Regions from separate parts of the Zea mays genome. Here all the other regions are linked to region 4. Evidence: chromatin contacts called from public Hi-C data. All regions are on one chromosome and are shown on one strand. The core of a region is the stretch at or near the end of the contact, and the rest is flanking DNA. Distances in the headings are between cores, read along the strand shown.

What was found. Hi-C and Micro-C count contacts between places; a contact is called where the count stands out from the background.
Region 1: a Hi-C map of endosperm shows a contact between it and region 4, with 2.6 times the contacts expected there. The contact joins the promoter of LOC100285217 here to the promoter of LOC103632597 in region 4. A contact is called at or near these places in 5 of 25 Hi-C or Micro-C datasets (bundle sheath, ear, endosperm and 2 more).
Region 2: a contact with region 4 is called in a Hi-C map of bundle sheath, with 3 times the contacts expected there. The contact joins the promoter of LOC100282194 here to the promoter of LOC103632597 in region 4. A contact is called at or near these places in 6 of 25 Hi-C or Micro-C datasets (bundle sheath, ear, endosperm and 2 more).
Region 3: a Hi-C map of leaf mesophyll shows a contact between it and region 4, with 6 times the contacts expected there. The contact joins the promoter of LOC100193434 here to the promoter of LOC103632597 in region 4. A contact is called at or near these places in 5 of 25 Hi-C or Micro-C datasets (bundle sheath, ear, leaf mesophyll and 2 more).

The regions. Positions count from the first base shown.
Region 1 is chr7:96,758,506-96,761,205 of Zm-B73-REFERENCE-NAM-5.0, reverse strand. LOC100285217 (WRKY74 - superfamily of TFs having WRKY and zinc finger domains) reads right to left here and starts at 1,266. Exons shown (of 2, transcript NM_001413656.1): 1 at 766-1,266; 2 at 1-650. The coding sequence starts at 1,016. The coding sequence ends at 74.
Region 2 is chr7:96,946,544-96,949,494 of Zm-B73-REFERENCE-NAM-5.0, reverse strand. LOC100282194 (Cysteine desulfurase mitochondrial) reads left to right here and starts at 1,380. Exons shown (of 2, transcript NM_001155106.2): 1 at 1,380-2,951. The coding sequence starts at 1,569. The coding sequence ends at 2,924. It also overlaps the pseudogene LOC100193241.
Region 3 is chr7:96,855,788-96,858,487 of Zm-B73-REFERENCE-NAM-5.0, reverse strand. LOC100193434 (putative WRKY transcription factor 30) reads right to left here and starts at 1,428. Exons shown (of 3, transcript NM_001138554.2): 1 at 994-1,428; 2 at 734-853; 3 at 1-642. The coding sequence starts at 1,349. The coding sequence ends at 144.
Region 4 is chr7:96,466,778-96,469,603 of Zm-B73-REFERENCE-NAM-5.0, reverse strand. LOC103632597 (ABC transporter G family member 53) reads left to right here and starts at 1,341. Exons shown (of 24, transcript XM_008654356.4): 1 at 1,341-1,899; 2 at 2,158-2,278. The coding sequence starts at 1,568.

The DNA of each region.
Region 1 (2,700 bases), core at 17-2,516, 290 kb before region 4:
TCGCCGCACATCCCTGAGAGCTCTTGTGCGTGCAGCGGTAGTAGCCCCTGGAAATTTCGCACGGTGGATCATGTCAGGTCCGGGCAGGTAGGTCAGGCAGGCCCATGAGATTTTGCTTGTGAGCTCCGGCATCTTGTTTGTTAGGGGAAAAAAGAGGAGGAGGAGGAGGAGGAGGAGAAGGAGAAGAGAGAATTTTCTTGTGCATCCAGAGCAAGATTCGCACGATATGATGAATCCCTGTTCGCCCCCGACATCGGACAAAAAGTGGAGGCCAGCCAAACAATTGCAAAACAAGACAAGCAAAAAGAGGCTGTACTGACATTTCCACCAGGACAATACTAGCTGCAGCCCCGCCATGGAAAGAAGACAAAGAAAGCAGAGGCAAAATGATTTCGATTCCACTTGCGAAGTTGCGATAAGAACACGTGCAGATGAGATTGGGCTGTGGAGTGTGGAAAAGATGAAGGAGGGGGGAAAAAAATCTTCTGATAGCACAGCATGTGTCAAGTGGGCACCTTGGGTGCTTGGCTCCAAGGATCTCCTTCTGGCCGTACTTCCTCCAGCTGTAGCCGTCGTCGGCCGGATGGTCGCCGCCGCCGCCTCCGGCCGAGCCCACCCTCACCTCATGCCTCTTCTTGTCCATCCTCTTCCTGCAAAGTAAATCAATAGTTTAAACTTTAAAGCCACTTGGCTTGAGAGACCCAATAATTCGTTAAGAAGGTTTATGTATGGTAATCAGGAAGGTCGTCGATGGGATGATGATACCTTTTCTTGGTAGTAGCCCTGATGAAGGGCGGCGCGTCAGAGGCGCCGCCGTGGGGGCTTGATGAGGTGGCGGTGATGAGCAGGCTGATGGAGCGGTCGGTGATGGAGGAGATCTGCGAGGCGAGGTGCTTGCAGAGGTCCGGCGAGGAGCCGCCGAGGTGCCCCTCCAGCTGCATCGCCAGCTCCTTGAGGTGGCCCAGCTCCGTCACCACCAGCCGGCTGCCTCCATTGCCGTCGATAACGCTGGCCATCGATCGATCGACCGACCGACCTATTCTGTCTGTGTTGCTGGCTAGCTGCAGGAGCAGGTTCGGATATGGCAGGGCAGGACTCTGGGCGGCCGCCGGGTGATCGATGGCGTTAGTTGGCGATGTGTGGCAACGGTGCTGCGAAACTGGAGGCACCGCAGGAGTAGGACTGCGTCGCGGCAGCTGCTGGGAGAAGAGAAGAGGCAATTGGGGGAGGTGGTGGGTGGCTGGGTTGTGGTGTGTGTGACCGTGTGAGGGAGTGAGGCGAGCTGCCCCTTATTTATAACTAGGTAAGTATCCGTGCGTTGCAACGGAAAAAAATAGTGTAACAATAACATATATATGGCTATATGTTGTGTTGTTAATTAAAATTAAGTTGCATCTGGACTTTGTAGTGACAATTGGTTGTAACCTTGAAGGCTGAAAATTGATGTTGTTCTTGATCCTAACCATGCTCCAAACTTGCTTGCCAGGTTTATTTGTAAGTTCAAAATTATAGACCAAAATTAGGTGAAAAGACCATCTGAATGGAAATTTTCTTTTCCCAGTAAACTGCATATTTGCCTTCGCCTACCTATCCATTGTTTTAATCTCTATATAAGAACAGTCATGCGAAGTTTGTCTATTAAAAAATCCATCGCTATAATAACAATACCTTTTTTGCTGCTTTAGCATTATTATCCATCAATCCTTCAATTCGGTGTTGTATCTTGATGCCTGAGGGTAGAAAGAACGATCTTCGTTGCACCCAGTAGTCTTGATTGAAAGAAGTGTATACTGCTGCACTTCTCAGAATTTATGGACATTTCTCTGAACCTGAACCTAAAAAACATAGTTGATCATTATTGAGAACAAATGGCATATCAGAATTGTTGCTACCCTATTATTTAAGCATAATGACGTAGTCACATGGATGCAACTTGCGAGCCGATTTTGAGCCAAGCCAAGCCTACTCCTTCAACTCGTTGAGTGGAGACGACAGTGGTTTCTAGGCGAGCGGACGATGCGAGCGCAGGTGGCGGCGACTGGTTGGGGGCCGGAAGACGCGGACATGCGAGGGGACCGGGCGGAAGACACAGACGATGGCGTTTTCTAGGCAAACGGGTGAGGGTATCGAGTGCAGGTCGATTAGGAAGAAATGCATGGGGTTTTCTATAAAAGGATGATGCATGACGACCGCTAAACCGTCGTTGGATTTCTATGCACTTAAAGAGAATTAATCCACGTAAGCTTCATAATAAACAGTAATGCATAGAAAAATAATATGTTTCTAAAATTCTAAACCATCGTTGGATGATCTAGAACAAAAATAGATGTTTCTGTTCAAAAATGTGGTAACAATATTTAACATTGGTTAAAATATTCAATTATCACAAAATTTCTGAATTCTATGCAATTTAAACAATAATTAATCCACGTTGGTTTCATAATCAACTGAAAATTGCATAAAATCAATAAAGTACCAAAGTACGCAGCGGAATAAAATAGTCCATAAATTCTCTGTAATTTGTTAGATTTAAAAAAAATATTTCTGATTTTTCTGAATTTTATGTACTATTTTTCTGATTTCTTTTCAGTTTTCACTATTTCCAGGAATAATAATAAAAAATCGCTGGAAAAAAATTGCTGGCCATGTAGCCCAGCCACGCACTGGCGACCCATGGGAGGAGAGGGCGCGCGCGCCTGG
Region 2 (2,951 bases), core at 131-2,630, 480 kb before region 4:
AAACCTGAAGTTTGAACGTATGACAGATGACATCTTGGTTACTTTTGTGGATGGACATCTTGGTCGCTTTTGTGGTTGGCTTTTGTGGATGCGTGAAGCTACAATTGTAGTTGTGTAAGATTTATGTGCATAACTATGTGGGTTGCATCAGCTCTCCGTACTATGTATATACCTCCCGCGTAGCTGCCTACCTATCCCTAACTTGCGACCCATAAACGTAGACTTCGATCCTATAATCTTATTTGGGATCAGTTTCAGGCTGTAATAGCCCTGACCGTCTTACTATGGAACACGTTAAAGTATGGTCTAAAACTTTAATGCGGATTATGTTCGGTCTATCTATGTTTGGTCTCATAGTTGCTTTGTTGCTCCCCGCGCTAAACGGTTTTATTGGAGACTTAATCATCCTTTGCTGAATTTTAATATAGCATATATAATTGTTTGCTCATGTTTTACCTTGTGTTGGATAGGGCGCCCGAATGGGCGCCACATGATCCAGTAATATAAATAAAGAAGCTTAAATATGATAAAGATACAAACTCTCATTGATACTCGATAGTTTTACTGAGGTATCAAGAAGTGCACAAGCTTCTTAATAATCCTCGTTGGAGCCTCACACAAGGGTAGCCCACACGAGGGCCATGCTCCAGTCAGGTAACTCTATAGATAGTTATAGGCCATCTTCATGCTTAGGCCTTGTTCGGTTATTCCCAATACACATGGATTGAATGGGATTGGAAAAATTTCTTAAGAAGTTTGACTTGTTTGGGATTTAAACCCATCCAATCCCACTCAATCCACATGGATTGAGAGCTAACCGAACAAGCCCTTAAGTGGTGCTCCACTTCTTACCTCTTTCGGATGCTCCCATTGTCACACTATTGAGGTTACAACTGAAATGTGGTAGACCTTATTCCTTCTCGTACATAGTAGTAGCCACAACATAAACGCAGTTGGTGTGATCACACAAGATATAAATCTGATTTTAACTGTGAGCTGTGAAAAGCTTATGTGAGCTGACGGACATGAAAAAAATTAAAATATATTTGGTTAAAACAACTGTCAACTGAAAATTCTACAAGAGCATATGGTAACATAGATGATATAAATCTAAATTTTTAGCATAGAAAGTTATTCTAAATTAAACTAGAACAATACATAGATTTTCAGAATTCTATTACGAAGTTATACCGTTTAGTTAAGATTTTATATTTTAATATTAAATCTAGTTAAAAAATCTAAACCAAACAAGCTGATCCCAACCTAGCGTCCTAGCCCAATCAGCTCGGCTCCTCAGCCCACATATGGGCCGCCGTTGCGTGACGCACTTCCCTTCCCTTGCCCCCTCTCATAGTCTCATCCACATCGGACGTCGGCGCGTCGACGCGTCGTGCCGTCGTGCTCGTTCTCGTCCATACCCTGCTTGGCTCCTCAGTCCTCCCCACCTTCCCCCTGGCCTTAACCAGCAATTCCCATATCGCCACTCCCCCAAAACGGGAGCTCAGCGGCGGCGGCCGCAACCCCTCCCCTGAACCCTACCCCGTTCTACCCGGCCACCACCCCACAACATGGCCCTCTCCCGCCGCCTCCTCCCGCTCTTCCTCCGCCGCGGCGCCTCCATCCCCACCCGCGCTCTCTCCACGGCTGTCGCACCTGCGGCGGTGGCCTCGGAGGAGGACGAGGCGGCCGTCACCGTCAAGGGCGTGCGCATCTCGGGCCGCCCGCTCTACATGGACATGCAGGCGACGACCCCCGTCGACCCGCGTGTCCTCGACGCCATGCTCCCCTTCTACCTCTCTCGCTACGGGAACCCTCACTCCCGTACCCACCTCTACGGCTGGGAGTCCGACGCCGCCGTAGAGGACGCTCGCGCCCGCGTCGCCTCACTCGTCGGCGCCGACCCGCGCGAGATCTTCTTCACCTCGGGCGCCACCGAGTGCAACAACATCGCCGTCAAGGGCGTCATGCGCTTCTACCGCGAGCGCCGCCGCCACGTCATCACCACGCAGACCGAGCACAAGTGCGTGCTGGACTCCTGCAGGTATCTGCAACAGGAGGGATTCGAGGTCACCTATCTCCCCGTGCGCAAGGACGGGCTCGTCGACCTCGCGCAGCTCGAGGACGCCATCCGCCCGGACACCGGGCTGGTGTCTGTCATGGCTGTCAACAACGAGATCGGCGTCGTCCAGCCGCTCGAGGAGATTGGGCGCATCTGCAAGGAGAAAGGCGTGCCGTTCCACACTGATGCTGCGCAGGCGCTGGGGAAGATCCCGATTGATGTGAACAGGATGGGGATTGGGCTCATGTCCTTGTCCGGCCACAAGATTTATGGCCCCAAGGGCGTGGGGGCCCTCTACCTTCGTCGCCGCCCTCGCATCAGGGTGGAACCACAGATGAATGGTGGTGGGCAGGAGCGTGGCATCCGCAGTGGGACTGTTCCTACACCTCTTGTTGTTGGATTTGGGGCTGCCTGTGAGATTGCCGCTCAAGAGATGGATTATGACCACAGGCGTGTCAGTGCTCTGCAGCAGAGGCTGCTTGATGGCATACGTGCGCAGGTCGATGATGTTGTCATCAATGGAAGTATGGAGCACCGTTACCCAGGCAATCTAAATTTGTCATTTGCTTATGTGGAAGGGGAGAGCTTACTGATGGGTCTGAAGGAGGTGGCTGTGTCAAGTGGTAGTGCCTGCACTAGTGCCAGCTTGGAGCCCTCATATGTGCTGCGGGCACTTGGGGTGGAGGAGGATATGGCACACACTTCTATTCGTTTCGGCATGGGTCGCTTTACCACTGACGAAGAGGTGGACAGAGCAATTGAGCTTACTGTGCATCAGGTGAAGAAGCTCCGTGACATGAGCCCACTCTATGAGATGGCCAAGGCTGGCATTGACCTCAAGAGCATCGAGTGGTCACAACATTGAGGCAGTTTTCATGACAAACGGTCACTC
Region 3 (2,700 bases), core at 179-2,678, 390 kb before region 4:
TTACGCCTGCATCCTGCATCTGCATGGACCCCAGGAAGCAGAGCTTTGGTGCTCTTCCCTCCTCTGTTCTGTTCCAGTTTCAGGAAGCAGAGCCAGAGGGCTCGGTCACATACTACGCCACATCGGCTGCTACAACGCGCGGGTCACGCGAAGAAGCTCGCGATGTCGTCTAGATCTATGTCGATGAGCAGGTCGTCGAGGCTGTCGACGGCGGGCGGCGGCGCGATGGCGGCCACGAGCGCGGACACCACTTCCTGGTGCTCGGCCTGCCCCCGCCACTCGGCGGCCTCGAACGGCCGGAAGGAGGCGACGTGGGTGGAGCCCGAGGTCGCGGGCGACACGCCCCAGTTCTCCGACGTGGACGGCGGCGTGGAGGAGGCGGAGAGGTACAAGGGCGTGGCGGCGCCCCGGCCCCGCGGCGGGTCCGGCAGTCCCTCGGTCTTCACCGTGAGGCCGGCGCTCAGGGTCTGCAGGTGGCCGCGCGCGTCCGGGTTGTGCTCCGCCGCCGCCGGCCTGTGGGGGGCGCAGGTGTGTTCGCCGTGGTAGATGACGTCGTACAGCGTCGGGTCCTCGTCGGTGCGCTGCACCTGCTTCGTCGCCTGGCACCCCTGCGAGTAGCGGTGCGAGCAGCGGTAGTAGCCCCTGCGAGGTTTGGCACGACGGAGGTCGTCAGACAGAGCGCGGTTCCAATCCAAATCAACAATACGTGTTTGAGTGAGATAGATGTGCTAACCTTGGGTGCTTGGCTCCGAGAATCTCCTTCTGGCCGTACTTCCTCCAGCTACGGCCGTCGTCGACCGGGTTCTCGCCGCCGGCCGAGCTCACCCTCTGCCTCCGCTGTTCCATCGCCTTCCTGCGAGCCGGCCGGGTTCAAAGAGCAGTAATCAGCGAAAGAGTCAGACACAGTTCGTTCGACCGGTTGTGTCTGTCCATTGCCTTGGCTTGCCTTGAGCAATCAACGACAAAGCATTAGCGATGGATGGCGAGGTTCACCTCTTCTTGGTGTTCTTGAACGGCCCGTCGGTGACGCCGCTGGTGGGCGTGGCCGAGAGCGGCGAGGCGAGGCCGGCGTCGCCCGCGGAGCGCTTCCGGCGGGCGCCGTCGAGGCCGCTGGAGCTGGAGGAGGAGGTGATGAGGCCGATGGAGCGCTCGGTGAGGGAGAAGATCTGCGAGGCCAGGTGCTTGCACAGGTCCGGGGAGCCACCGAGGTGCACCTCCAGCTGCCTCACCAGCTCCTTGATGTGGCTCAGCTCCGTCACCACCAGCCCGCCGCAGCCGCCTGATCCGTTGCTACTGACGCCGTCGACGACGACGCCCATGCCCATCTCCATCGTCTCCGTCGTCGCCATGAGATGAGAATGCCCTGTATAGGTTGCTATATTGGTCGGCCGTCGAGGTGGTCGACTCTCGAGGGACGCCGCGATGGCGAGTGTGGCACGAAGGGGGAGCTCGACCAGAGCTGCCCTTTTAAAGAAAAAACGAAGCGCGTCCGGGCGAGGCGGCCGAGGGAACAGGAAGTGAACTGACCGGTGAGAATACCGGCGGCTGGGGCCTCAGTCATTGGCCGCTGATGTGCCATGTCGGATCGGGAACACGTAGTCCGGACAGCACAGCTGTATTTCGTGGACGCTTCGTTTGGGTTGTGGGGTGAGGGTGACTGGGTGAGCTCGCCCTCGCTAGATCGGATTTCACGTCTGCACCAGATCGCTGGTGAAGTGGTGATGGACTGATGGTATATCTTTTGTGAGAGGTCGGGATCAGAGTGGGAAACCCAGGGTGCTGCTGGTGCGTCGTGGCATGGCCGCACGGGACGGGACCCAAAAATCTGAACCAAAAAAGTCGAAGATGCTTGGTACCTATTCGATTAACAAATGTATTTAAAATTGCATGCATGTCTGGTGGTGTGGGCACCTGTCTTTTTCTAGGTTTGTTTCATGATATATATCTCATACTACTCCTTTTTCCGCGATGTTTCTCAGTGGAAAGTACCGGCCTGCAGCCTGCGGAAAACCCGTAACGGTCGAGAGCACGAGACAGCCGCAGTTAGGCCATGTTTGATTTCTTTAGTGTAGTGACTAAAGTTTAGTCTAGTCCCTCTAATCAAACATCCACTTAGACTGTATTTGATTTACTAGGGACTAATTTTTAGTCTCTCTATTTTATTCCACTTTAGTTTATAAATTGTAAAATATAGAAACTACAACTCTATTTTATTTTCCATATTTGATAATTTAGTGACTAAAGTGGAATAAATTGAAGGGACTAAAAATTAGTCTCTAAAACCAAACACCCCTTAGTTTCTCCAATTTAGGGGGTGTTCTCGAGACTAATTTATAGTTTCTCTATTTTATTTTATTTTATTTTAGTTCATAAATCGCTAAATATATGAACTAAAATTTTAATTTAGTTTTATATTTATTAATTTAGGAACTACAATTAAATTAAATGGAGAGACTAAAAATTAGTCTCTAAAAACCCAACATCTTTAATAATAACACGTCTTTGCAGTTTAATACGCCTCTTCTTTATTTAGCTACGACTATATGTAGTATTATTACCAAATTCAGCTGTACCCATGTACGGTACGTACTACAGTAAGCAGTATAGGGTGACATGATGACGCAGATCAGATCATGCATCGACGTTAAAACCACACACATAGATTTCGTACTCGAATGGTCCAAACGCTGAGTGTGTGAA
Region 4 (2,826 bases), core at 92-2,591:
CCCATGTGCATGAACGTAACCCAGAATTTAGGAAGAAAAAGGAGGGTATAAAAGTAAAAGAATACGGGAGCAAGCTGTGACTTTCCTTTCTTTCTTCCCTTTTCTACATTTATTATTTATATAACATGTTCCCCTTAAATGCATAAATAGGGTGTTTGGCCAAGGAAAGAGGTTGTCCATCATTTTCTTACTCCTCATCTTGCTCATCAACCATGGTTGTTCTTTTTTCCTACTTTTCGCGCTCGCGCAGTTCGACTACCTCATCCCACCGATGGGGATGGACAAATGCAGCGCGAATGGACAAGTGTAGCGCGAACAACATGGACAGCGACAACGTACACAAGACGGACATGGTGATGAACGGGTTGCCCATCAGTGTGTACGCATCAGAGACGTTGGGGTGTGCGACGGCCATGTCCACAGACGGTTGATTAGCAAGATTCTCGGGCGCATTGGGGATTCACCGCTGATCAGGTTCGGCACATACACATGCGACGCGTGTGCCGTGTCGGGCACGCTCAAGTGGGACATGGCCACTGTCATGGAGTACAAGGGCCTACCCCTACAGCAGGTCGTCGACTACTATGTCAGGGGCACGATGCAGAATATCTGAAGACAACTATTATCAATAATTAGCCAATATAAACTATTTACAAATCTTTACTAATGTTTACAAAATAGCATATCCATATATCATTGTTTTTGAGAAAAAGAAGTTGGGGTATTAGTATTGATACATCGCGTATCCATAGAAAATCTCGTAATTGATTAATAACATCTTGTTGACCACAAGTGTAGCTATTAGACAATATATAAGTTTATATATGAACATGTATGGTGTTTAGTTGCTTCTTTTACTTTGTTCTAATTGATGGATAAAAAATGAATGAGTCTTTCCTCCTTTTCCTCCTGTCGGGAGAGTACATCTCATGAAGTTATCCAAAATTAATTACTATTAATGCTTTTATCAGCAGTGTTCGTGTACCGTCGCAACGCACGGGCAACTAACTAGTTTGGATGATATAATTAATCAAACCAAACACTCTATAAATCACGTTGCGCACGCTCGTCATGTCAGTCATTGTATTTCAATTCCCTTGCTGTTCGTGCAGTCAAGATTTTTGTAGACCGAGTAACAAATGAAATGGGATTTGCATTTCAAGGTCTCGTGCTGCGCCGTGGTACGTACGTGGCATTACGTGCCCGAGCTGGATGCGTGGAGCCACGAGTTTGTAGCCCGCCAGGCGTCGCGTCGTCAGGCCGGACGTCATCAAGCGCAAGCCGAGCGTGAACGCCCCTGAGATCCCCCCCCCCCCCCCCCCCCCCCCCCCCCCCCCCCCGACACTCACCTCTATCGTTCTTGCACAGACAAAGTTGTGGGAGTCCCTTTCTCCTCACGGCGCCCCGCCCCGCTATATAATCTGATGCGACACGAGCGCAGCAGTCCACGACGAGGCGTAATGACCTGCTACTCGTCTACCGGTTCCGTAGTGTGAGGATTAAGGAGGGAACCTCTCCAACTTCGAGCCCCGTCTTCTTATTGCCTTCCCGGCCTGGCGGTGGCGGCATGGACGACGCCGGGGAGATACACGCGCTGGGGAGCCTGCGGCGGGACGGATCGGTGTGGTCGGCCGCGAGCGACACCGTCTTCTCCTCGCTGTCGTCGCGCGCGGACGGCGGCGTCGACGACGAGGAGGCCCTGCGGTGGGCGGCGCTTGAGAAGCTGCCGACCTACGACCGCGCGAGGACGGCCGTGCTCGCCATGCCCGAGGGCGACCTCCGCCACGTGAACGTGCAGAAGCTCGACCCGCAGGAGCGCCACGCGCTGCTGCAGCGCCTCGCCTGGGTCGGCGACGACCACCAGCGCTTCCTCTCCAAGTTCAAGGACCGCGTCGACCGGTAAGACATACCGCACTGCCTGCCTCAATCGTCGCCGGCTTCCCGGCCTGCCGTGCCGCCGTCTCCTGGTTCCCACAATGCCACTTGCCAGCTTGCCCTTTTCCGCCACCATGCATGTGGCATACAGGACCGGAATCCAACTTGTCAAAGACAACTGCTACCAAACTGTTTCCGTCTTGAGATTGAGAACTTCATTAGCATGAGCAAACAGAGACGGCATGTGATGAATTCCTCTGTTTCTTGCTCTATATGGTGCAGGGTGGGGATTGATCTGCCCAAGATCGAAGTGCGGTACCAGAACCTGAACGTCGAGGCAGAGGCGTACGTCGGCAGTAGGGGGCTGCCCACCATCCTCAACACATACGCCAACGTGCTCGAGGTGTGTTCCACATCTGACTGTTTTGGACTTGGCTAATTTCTTTTGTTGCGCTTGCGCCAGTACAAGCCAAATTTGATAAAACCCATTCGGATATATGACAACAACCAACGATAACAAGATTTTATGCTAGCAGACTAGACTTCAAGCCTAATCTAAGCCACAAATCAAGGTTTCAGGTATATAGATAGCTACCTTCTCTTCGTTTTTTTTTATTGAAGACTAAATCTTGACATATATTCTATCATTTAAGTTTCCCTTTATTGTCTTTTCAATGTTAACTTTAACCTTTTCTATTATTGTCGCGCCATAAGATCTCACTACCTAAGAGGAGGCCTATGGACATGTCTAAACCATTTTAATCGGTGTTAGACAATTTTTTTAGTTGATATTGCCTCTAACATCGTTTCAGACTCAATTCTTTTTTATACGACTACAAATCCAACACAATATATCTACTCCTATAAATCGATTTAGATCATCAAGCAATATAATTCGGAGACAATTGATCATCGTTAAGACAGGAAAACAGCATTTAGAATTCACCATTT